Regions from separate parts of the Gossypium hirsutum genome. Here region 1 is linked to region 2. Evidence: chromatin contacts called from public Hi-C data. All regions are on one chromosome and are shown on one strand. Each heading gives the region's core, a stretch centred on a gene start, on an enhancer-like site or on the middle of the called end of the contact. The rest is flanking DNA. Distances are from core to core; before and after follow the strand shown.

Evidence for each region. Hi-C and Micro-C count contacts between places; a contact is called where the count stands out from the background.
Region 1: a Hi-C map of leaf shows a contact between it and region 2, with 4 times the contacts expected there. The contact joins the promoter of LOC107916611 here to the promoter of LOC107916634 in region 2. A contact is called at or near these places in 2 of 34 Hi-C or Micro-C datasets (both in leaf).

What each region holds. Positions count from the first base shown.
Region 1 is chrA01:20,835,715-20,840,256 of Gossypium_hirsutum_v2.1, reverse strand. It overlaps LOC107916611 (L-ascorbate oxidase homolog), which reads right to left and starts at 2,435. Exons shown (of 8, transcript XM_016845915.2): 1 at 2,027-2,435; 2 at 1,830-1,939; 3 at 703-973; 4 at 468-570; 5 at 33-378. The coding sequence starts at 2,164.
Region 2 is chrA01:20,571,213-20,575,789 of Gossypium_hirsutum_v2.1, reverse strand. LOC107916634 (NADH dehydrogenase [ubiquinone] 1 beta subcomplex subunit 2) reads left to right here and starts at 2,387. Exons shown (of 4, transcript XM_016845948.2): 1 at 2,387-2,711; 2 at 3,167-3,212; 3 at 3,303-3,365; 4 at 3,975-4,157. The coding sequence starts at 2,608. The coding sequence ends at 3,365.

The DNA of each region.
Region 1 (4,542 bases), core at 1,186-3,685, 260 kb before region 2:
TCGGTGTCAGTTAAAACTTGGAAAAAAAGTACCTGATAGAGCGGGCCTGGTTCAAGGACCAGTCAATTTGGATAGTTGGTCCACCAGGAGGAGGACCAGAGACAGGGCCAGCGGAATTGCTATATCGGAGAATTGCTGTAGAGGTGAGGACCCGGCTGGTGAAGCGAGTGGAGACTGCAATGTAATAATCTTTTGCAGGCTGATCAGCTTTAAATAAAACTGAACATGATTGGCCAAGGTGAAGGTCTATTGAAGAGTAGGTAGTTTGCAAAGTGTGGGTTCCCTCAACTTCTACCAACGTCAACCGATGGTTTTGGATGCGGAAATTGAGAGAATTCTGCAATCCAACATTTGATATCCGAAGCCTGTAGGTTTTCCCTGCAATAAATGGTGCACAACATGTTTATTCTCAAATCAAATCCTTCCGAAACAACTTAAACCACATATAATTAGAGTGACTAATATACCCTGTTCAACGTTGAATGAGGCACCGCCAGGTCCTCGACCGTTTATAAGGATTCCATCAGGGAAAGGGAGCTTCTTACCACGATCCAGACGAGCTTTCAAATTCTGCACAAGCACATTTCCAGAAACCAAGTGATCCCAAATGTTAGAAGTGTCACAACTTTTATGAAGATCATGCATTTTCCATTTAAATGCCAAGTAAAGGCAAGGGTTTGAAAAATGAAGGATGATTAATACCGTGTGATTGGACTTGTACCAATCTCCAACAAGAACAGTGTAATCTCCAGCAGGATCCGGGAAGGGAACCGGGATCCGAGGTCGGCTGAGGATCCTGATCCCTCCAAAACCACCAGAAGCCTTATGGAATGCAAGAGAGGGGAAGTAAAAGAAACTTCCTATCTGATCCTTGACCTGAAGAATGTATGTGAAGTTCTTTCCTGGTGGAATAGGACAGGTTGTTCCATATACACCATCTTCATAAGAATTCCTCCTCTGTTGGATTCCACTCCTACATTTACCATTTCATTTTAGTATCTGCTAATTTTAGATGGCATCTTTCATCAAGTTCACAGCTTTTACCACTTGTATGCAACTTTTCTACATTTTCAGGACTTTACAAGTGATGAACAATTCAATTCAATTCAATTCAATATCAAGAACAAAATACTGCAATCTTACATTTTATTTGCAAGCTCATAAATGATGAACAAAATATTGAGGTATGAAAGACATTAGCTTCCTTTTTCTGGTATGCGTCCAAATCTCTATCAAAACATTCCTAAGTCCACCAACATTGCACCTTCCCATTATCTCTTAGGTGGTGGTGGGAGACAGCTAATTAAAAATTGGGCCATGATGAATGATGGGTTTAAAATTAGGTAGATTATGGGCCATCCAACTTTCCCAAATTAATTCACCAGTAAAATCTTAAAACGCTGTCTCTCTCAATCAAGGACACTTTTGCTTTCTAGTTATAGACTGATACTAGACACTATTTTCTGTGTCTCCAAGACCTATGCCTTAAACCTTGGCATTCAAATTGCCGCTTTCACGGGCAGTCTTTCACTTTACAGGAAAGAGTTAAAGGAAGGAAATGAATGGGGACAACCAGATCTGCCATGTGACCAACCACATGCAAGGATGGCAGGAAAGAAGTAAAACGAATAAAGCTGACCGATTCTTTTAATAACAAATCTTAGTAAACAACTAATTAGGATGTTTGTCAGAATGGTACTAAGCTTAAAAATATGCCCCCACATGGCAGCTAGACAGATGATGATTAGTTAGATTCGTGTCTTTCAAAAGAAAGGGTGGGTAAATGTTTGTGGATAGAAGAAGATGGAATGAATGGAGTTGGATCTTACCAGGAAATAAGAAAAGGCTCGTTTAAACTGTTATGGACGTTGATAATGAGATTGTCGTTGGTAACAGAGTGAATGTCAGGGCCCGGGAATTGACCATTGATAAGAATACCCTGCCAAAATCAAAATCTAACTAATCAATTCATCATCATATATGGTTTAAAACAAAAACAGCAAGATGTGAATGAACGAAGGGTCACCGTTTGGCGAACTCCAAGAGGATAAATGTCACCAAAGGTAACATTCCAGTCGAAGAATCTGTAGGGATCTTCAGCACCGGCAATGGCAAAAAGACCAGCTGTGGCACAAAGCAATACCACCGCCAAATGAAGCTGCATTTTGGAAGTATAAAATGAAAAAAAAAAAAAAAAACCTTTCCTGGCTCTCAGTTCCTATGTAGCGAAAGTGAAAGACTTTAAAAAGAAAAAAGGAGGGGAGTGGCACACTCTTTTAGTGCGGTACAGGGGATGATGTCTGTCTGCAAGTGTAAATAAGCCGTAAAGAAAAGAAAAATAAAAGGCAGTGTCGGTGGTGGGGTGCTTAGATAAACATCAGCAATGTGATTCAGGGTCATATGAGCTTCGGCTTCATTGCAAATGTATTGATAGCGAGGCGGTGGAAGAATGACTTCAATACAATACTAATATTATGAGAGTGGTGGTGTCATGTGTGTTTTGTACTCTTCTCTTTTGTTTTGACCTTTACATGTGAAACTGCCAAGTGATTAATTTAAAGCAGGGAAACCCAAAGTCAAGACCCCACTTTTGATCTCGCATTATTTTTGTTCTTGTTAGAATCAATAAATTATGGTCTAATTTTAGTATTATACATTAATTCTAAATTTAATTTTTATACTCTAGTTTTATACTATTTTCAAATTATGTTATAAAAAAATTATGTAATTTGATTTAATGAATTTAATGATTAACATTTTAATTAAAATTGAAATTTAAAATATGAAAAATTATAAATACTAAAATTAATCAAATTTGAGAACAAGGAGAGATTAATAGCAAAATTTGACATAAAAAGTTTACTATTATTTAAATTGAAATTAAAATTTTAAAATTCAAAAATTACAATAATTAAAATTAAAAATTAAAAAAAAACTGATCGAATACATAACTTACTCATTATACAAGTAGTAAAAACATAATTCAACTTAAAACCATTATCGCTTCAATTAAAAAGTTTGAGGTTCATTCGAATTGAATTTTGTTTTCTACATTTGAGCTTAACTTATTATTTACTCCAATAATTTCAAGGACAAATTAATTAAATTTTATAATATCTTATAGTATATTTTTTATCCTCTCCATTTATTTATATACAATTTTATCTTTAAATCGATATTAAAATAATTAAATTCCATTCAAATAATTTGAATTTAATTAAACAGATACGAATGCTAATATTATATACCATTATGATTATTTGTATTTGTTTGTTGCCTCATATTTTGTCTTAAAAATGTGAATTATGATTCAGGGATGCAGTTAGGGACAGCAGGCCATTTAAAATGAAAATTTTTATTTAAATTTTTTAAAATTTTAAAATAATAAAATACTTTAATTCTCTCTAAAAAATAAAAACTTAATTTAATTTTTAAAAAAATATAAATATATAAACTATTAAAATAATAAAATTACTTTTTATTATCGTAAAATTTATAATTTGATTTTCACTTCTAAAATTCTTTTTGGCTTCGTCCTCCTATTATTATTATCAAAATAATAAACTATGAAGGAAACTAGCTCAGAAAATTCGTCGAATTTATTAAACATTACTAGGATTTCATTCAAATGGCCTCATTCTTGGTTCATTGAATCGGTAAATACTGAATATATTTTTATTTATAAAATTTAGGCTCCATTTGTTTTACTAAAAATAATTTTCGAAAAATAATTTTTAGAAAATAATTTATTTTTCTAGAAAAGTTAATATTTTCTGGTGTTTGGATGAATCTGTGTAAAATATTTTTTTATTGTTTAGTAGATTTCTTAAAAATATTTCATAAAACCTGTTTTCAATTAAACAAACATACATTTGAGATTTTCTTATTTTTTCGTTGTTTAGTTGAATTTATTTTTTATCTATAATTTTATATTTTACATTGTTTTTGCATATATTAAAAATATTATGTTAAATTCAAATTCATTACGATGCCATTTTTTAATTACATGACTATCAAGTGAGTATTTTTTATTTAAAAATGTGACATCAACAAGATGGACAAAAAAAATTAACCATGTCAACAATTCGGCTTGATTTTCAAATTTAAAAAGTAAAGGGACTAAATTCTTGAAAATAAAAGTACAAAGATTAAATTACAAATCTGTGAAGTATACATAGACTTATGACATATCTTAACCTTTATATTACAAAACATTTATTATAAATATATTTATAATTGTAATAAATATGTGTTATTAAAATATTAATATTGAATATTTTTAATAATATGTGAATAATATTATGTAAAATTATTATTTTTAAAATTTATTATTAAAATAAAATTGAAATATTAAATAATTTATTAAAATAATAAATTATATTTATTATATTAATAATTTATTATATGACTAAATATAAATAATTAAATATGTATGTTTAATAATATTGAACAATATAATATTTTAAATATTTTAAAAATAAAAAATAAAATTTATTATCAATATAATAATATTAAGCTTGATTTAAATTAATTTGTATATAA
Region 2 (4,577 bases), core at 1,138-3,637:
GGTATGGTGAGTCGTGTAATTTTTTATATTGAAATGGAATAAATGATGCTTGGTTGAAGTAGATTGAATGCTTATTTATGTCTTGTACCAATTGGTTTGATGTAAGAATGCATAAATTTGGGTGGCAAATTGGCTTGGTAAATAGCCTATTTTTTTGTCCACACGGGCAGAAACACGGACGTGTGTCTCGGCCGTCTATGACACATGGTTATGTTACACGGCGTGTGTCCCCTAGTGTTGAAATTAACATCAATTCAGTATGCTCCACATGGCCTCACACACGGGCGTGTGACTTAGCCGTGTGGCATCAGTCGGTATACCCTACAAGTTTGGCACGGCCTAGCACACGGGCATGTATGGTCATTTTTAGGCCACAGGGGCGTATGTGTTGGCCGTGTGACCCAAGTCAGAGAGTTACACGGGGTCGAAAACGGGCTGGGACACGACCATGTGCTCCCATTTCGAATGTCCACTCAGCTTGTGACACTGGCGTGTCTGGTGGCCATGTGAGACACATAGGCGGACCACACGAGTGTGTGTCCCCTGTTTTGAGAAAATTTTCTAAGTTTCGTGAAAGTTTCTTAAGTTATTGGTTTAGTCCCAATCCACTCCCAAAACATGTTTAGGGCCTCGAAGTCTCGTAGTAGGGACAAATTGATTGAGATTGAATGATGAATGCATGAATTGTGAAAATGTATGCTAAATGAATTTTTAATTGTTTTATAAGTTCAATAATACTCTGTAACCCTATTCCGGTATTGAATACAGGTGAGGGGTGTTACAACCTATCAATATTCAAAATACATACATTTTCTACTTATATGACAATGAAATGACTTTGTTAAGATTGAAAATAGTGGTGGTAAAGAAATTAATCAATTAAGTAGTTAGACTGTGGAAGCAATCTACTTAGCTTTACATCCATTGCAAGGAATCATTTCTAACACATCGGTGGAGCAGGCTTAGACACGTTGAGTACACCCAATACTTGTATCATAAATTTTTACTGAATGTAACATGGGGTCTATAAATTTTTATACATCATAAAATTTCAATCTAGTAAACTTATAAATAAATATAGTTAAATATTAAATAAATTAACGATTTACCAAAAAATTTCTAATTAATTTCCTTCGGGATCAACTCATAAGAAAGGACCAAGATACTTTGAATTCTTACGTTTTCAAAAACATGATGTAGATTCCAAAATATTGTGCATGTAGTTGGACCAGAGAATGCAGTTGCGTTATAAGGTTGCAATTGGACAGATCACGCAAGTGCGAATTAATGTAACATAAATACTATTAGTTCGAAAGCACTGTGGAGAGCAACAAATGTCCACGGACCACCTAATTGACACCAAAAAGTAAAATCTCCTTGTGCTTTAGGACCCCATAGTAACAACAAAGAATGTGCTAAACTACTAGCAGGGGTAGAAACTGCGGCGGTTAAAAAATTGCAACCTTCCAAATAGGAGCTGGTCAATCCATGAATATACCATGAAGTTATAAAGGTTGTACCTATAAACCAACCCCCTAAAACGAAATAGGAATAGGGAAAGAGCAATAGGGCGGATCAACCTACAAAAACGAAAAGGTCCCTACATAACCAGTCATACATAATATCAAATAAATCATTTTCATCTTCGGTAAATTTACCAAGGGCAATAGCTGTATTTAAATTCAAAACATAACAATAGAGACAAGAATAGAAAATAACCATTAAAGATATTTAAATTAAACTGTGTTTATATATAATAAATAATTTAAAATCATTAAAAATATATGTATATTAATTAATGAAATATAAAATAAAAAGTATATATTTGGTAAGTAAAATTAAAATATAATAAAAATCTAAATTAAATAATTAAAACTATATTTTGTGCTAATTAATAATAATTTAAAATATACAAATTATATTAAAATTAAAATAAATAAATATTAAAAAACAATCTACAATTTTAAGAATTAAATAAACTAAACTACAAGTGAAAGGGGTGAAATGAATTTTGTTTTCCTCTCCTTTAGTGAAATGGGGAGGTCCTCTATTATAAAAATCTGATTAAATTAATATTTTTTATAATTAAATAAATTAATTTAGTCCTTATACTATTAAAAAATTAACTAAAACTAAATTAGAATAGATTTAACATATACTATTTTAAAAAAGTATCATTTACTATTTAGCATAGCTAATATTTTTAAAAGTTTTATGGTTTTGTAAATAAAATATTCTGTTTAGAATTAAATTACAATTGAAAAAAATAATTTTCAAAGACCATTTTTTATACATTAAATGTTAAATCTATTTGATACTTTTTAATAATATAGGACTAATTTGATTCATTTAATAATACAACCATCTAATCCCTGTAATACATCAACTCTCAGATTTATGGATCAATGGCTTGGGCTTAGCCGATTTCGTGAAAAAGGCCTGGTACAACGAAAAGAAACCAGCACATATGGGAACCACACCTTCAGTTGGTCAAATTCGCATCCAACGGTTCAGGATCGGTTTAAATCTAAGCAACCGGCAAGTGATTAATCCACCTTCGAACACTTGGGAACATTTCTGGTGTTTAGGGTTTGGTTGCAGGGAGAGATGGGAGGAGGCCATGGAGAGAGTACAACTTACAAAGGTCTAACTTTGCATCATCCAAAGCGATGGCATGTTGTCACCGGCAAAGGCTTGTGTGCCGTTATGTGGTAATTTTTATTTTTCCTTTTTGTTTGAATTAATCGGTATCCTTATTTGTTACCAATCTGACGTTTATTGGATTTAGTTTATCTAGTGATTCTGTTGTGCCAAGACATTTGGGAATTTGGTGCAATTTCAATTAGCATATCTGTAAAAAGAATTCATGGATACGCCTTGAAAGTGGAAATTTAATTTATAAAAAAATTGGGGGTTTAGTTTGAAAGATGTGCAGTGAAGGCTTGAATTTGGATCAAATTAGTTGATGCTCGAAGGTTTTATGTTTTAGAATTATTATCTGCAAGCTTTTCCATTAACGATCATGGATACTGATGGCCGTGTACATTGTCACTGTATTATCCTTGTGATTCATAGATGATATAAGTCAGGTTGCTTGCAAACATTAATAAAGATTAGATTGCAATGCTGATGGATTTTTTGAAGTTCCTTGAATCTGGTGTTTCAGGTTTTGGGTCTTGTACAGGGCTAAGCAAGATGGTCCTGTTGTATTGGTAAGAAGTTCCTCTTTTCAGTTGCCTTCATAATCAATCCTTATCTGAAGTAACTTGCTTTCATTCCCGGACTGACTTTGTCGCTCTTAGGGTTGGCGACACCCTTGGGAGGGCCATGATGATCATTCTCACGGTCATGGAGATAAGCATTAGGTACAGTTTTTCTTTCTGCTTAGTATGATTTGTTGAGTTTTGATTTTGCATATTTTGCATTTATAAGAGGTTAATCGAACACAACTAAGAGGGAGGTCATTTATTCTTGATGCTTGAAAACTTGATTCTTTTTCCTCTACTCGGAGTTACTATGAAACTCCAATTCATTGTTACTTTATTTATGCCTATATATTTTGTGCTCCAAGTCTACATAACTTTAAGGAATTATGGCCTGTCTCTGTCATAATGGCATGTAATTGATTTCATTTGCATGTGTATCCACAAGGTTCAAGGATTGATACAATAAAAGAGGAGAGAAAAACCGAGAACTAGCATTATTATTAGATATTTTTTCCTTGATTTTTCTATTCGCCTATCCTTGTTACTTTGTTAGGAGGCCTTAGGATTTTAGCATTCATTTGCTTTGCCGGCATTTTTTAATTTGTCTGTTGCTAATTTCATTGGTGCTTTTAGTTTATGTTTGGGTATATTTATATTCATGTCCTAAGAGTGCAGAGTGACATGAAAGAAACTTGTTTTCCACTTCAGTGACTCCCGGATTGTGTTTAGGCACAGGAAGATTATCTGATTACAGGCTTGCTGTTGCAGATGTTGTTCCAAATGTCTTTTGTTAATTTCTTCGGTTTCAATAAAGTGATTGTGAAGGAAGATTGTAAGCATAATGGGATGAAATATGAAACTCCATTTCAACATTATGAAACTCCATTTCAACATGATTGTTTTTGCTGTTTTTAAGCATGGATTTTTCTGAATGAATGCGTTGTTTGTGCATCCCTTTGTTCAGCTGAATGTAGATTTAGGCTAAGTTGAAGTATTCTTGATATTAGTCTATAGTATACTGGATACTAATTGAATTTTAAAATTCTCAATGAGCAGCATGTCAACCACAAATGAGATCATTTATTTTGAAAACCGCAATACAAGTCAAATTTCTTTTTTTTTTTAGAGGGTGGACACAAAAGCCATAATTAAAGTTTATTTGATGCATTAGCTAAAGCAAAGTAGAATCTAATACCATATTAAAGAAGCGGATTTAATTGATGCTAAAAGTGCTGAAGACTGAACTAGGGGATCTGAAGGATGCAAAGCGCCTGCAAGCAATCTTTTTTGGTGTCCAACTTGCTGAATATTTGCTTAGATCATGTGCGAGTGTCTCAGTCTGCCCGCGATGAGTTCGAAACAGTGCAAACA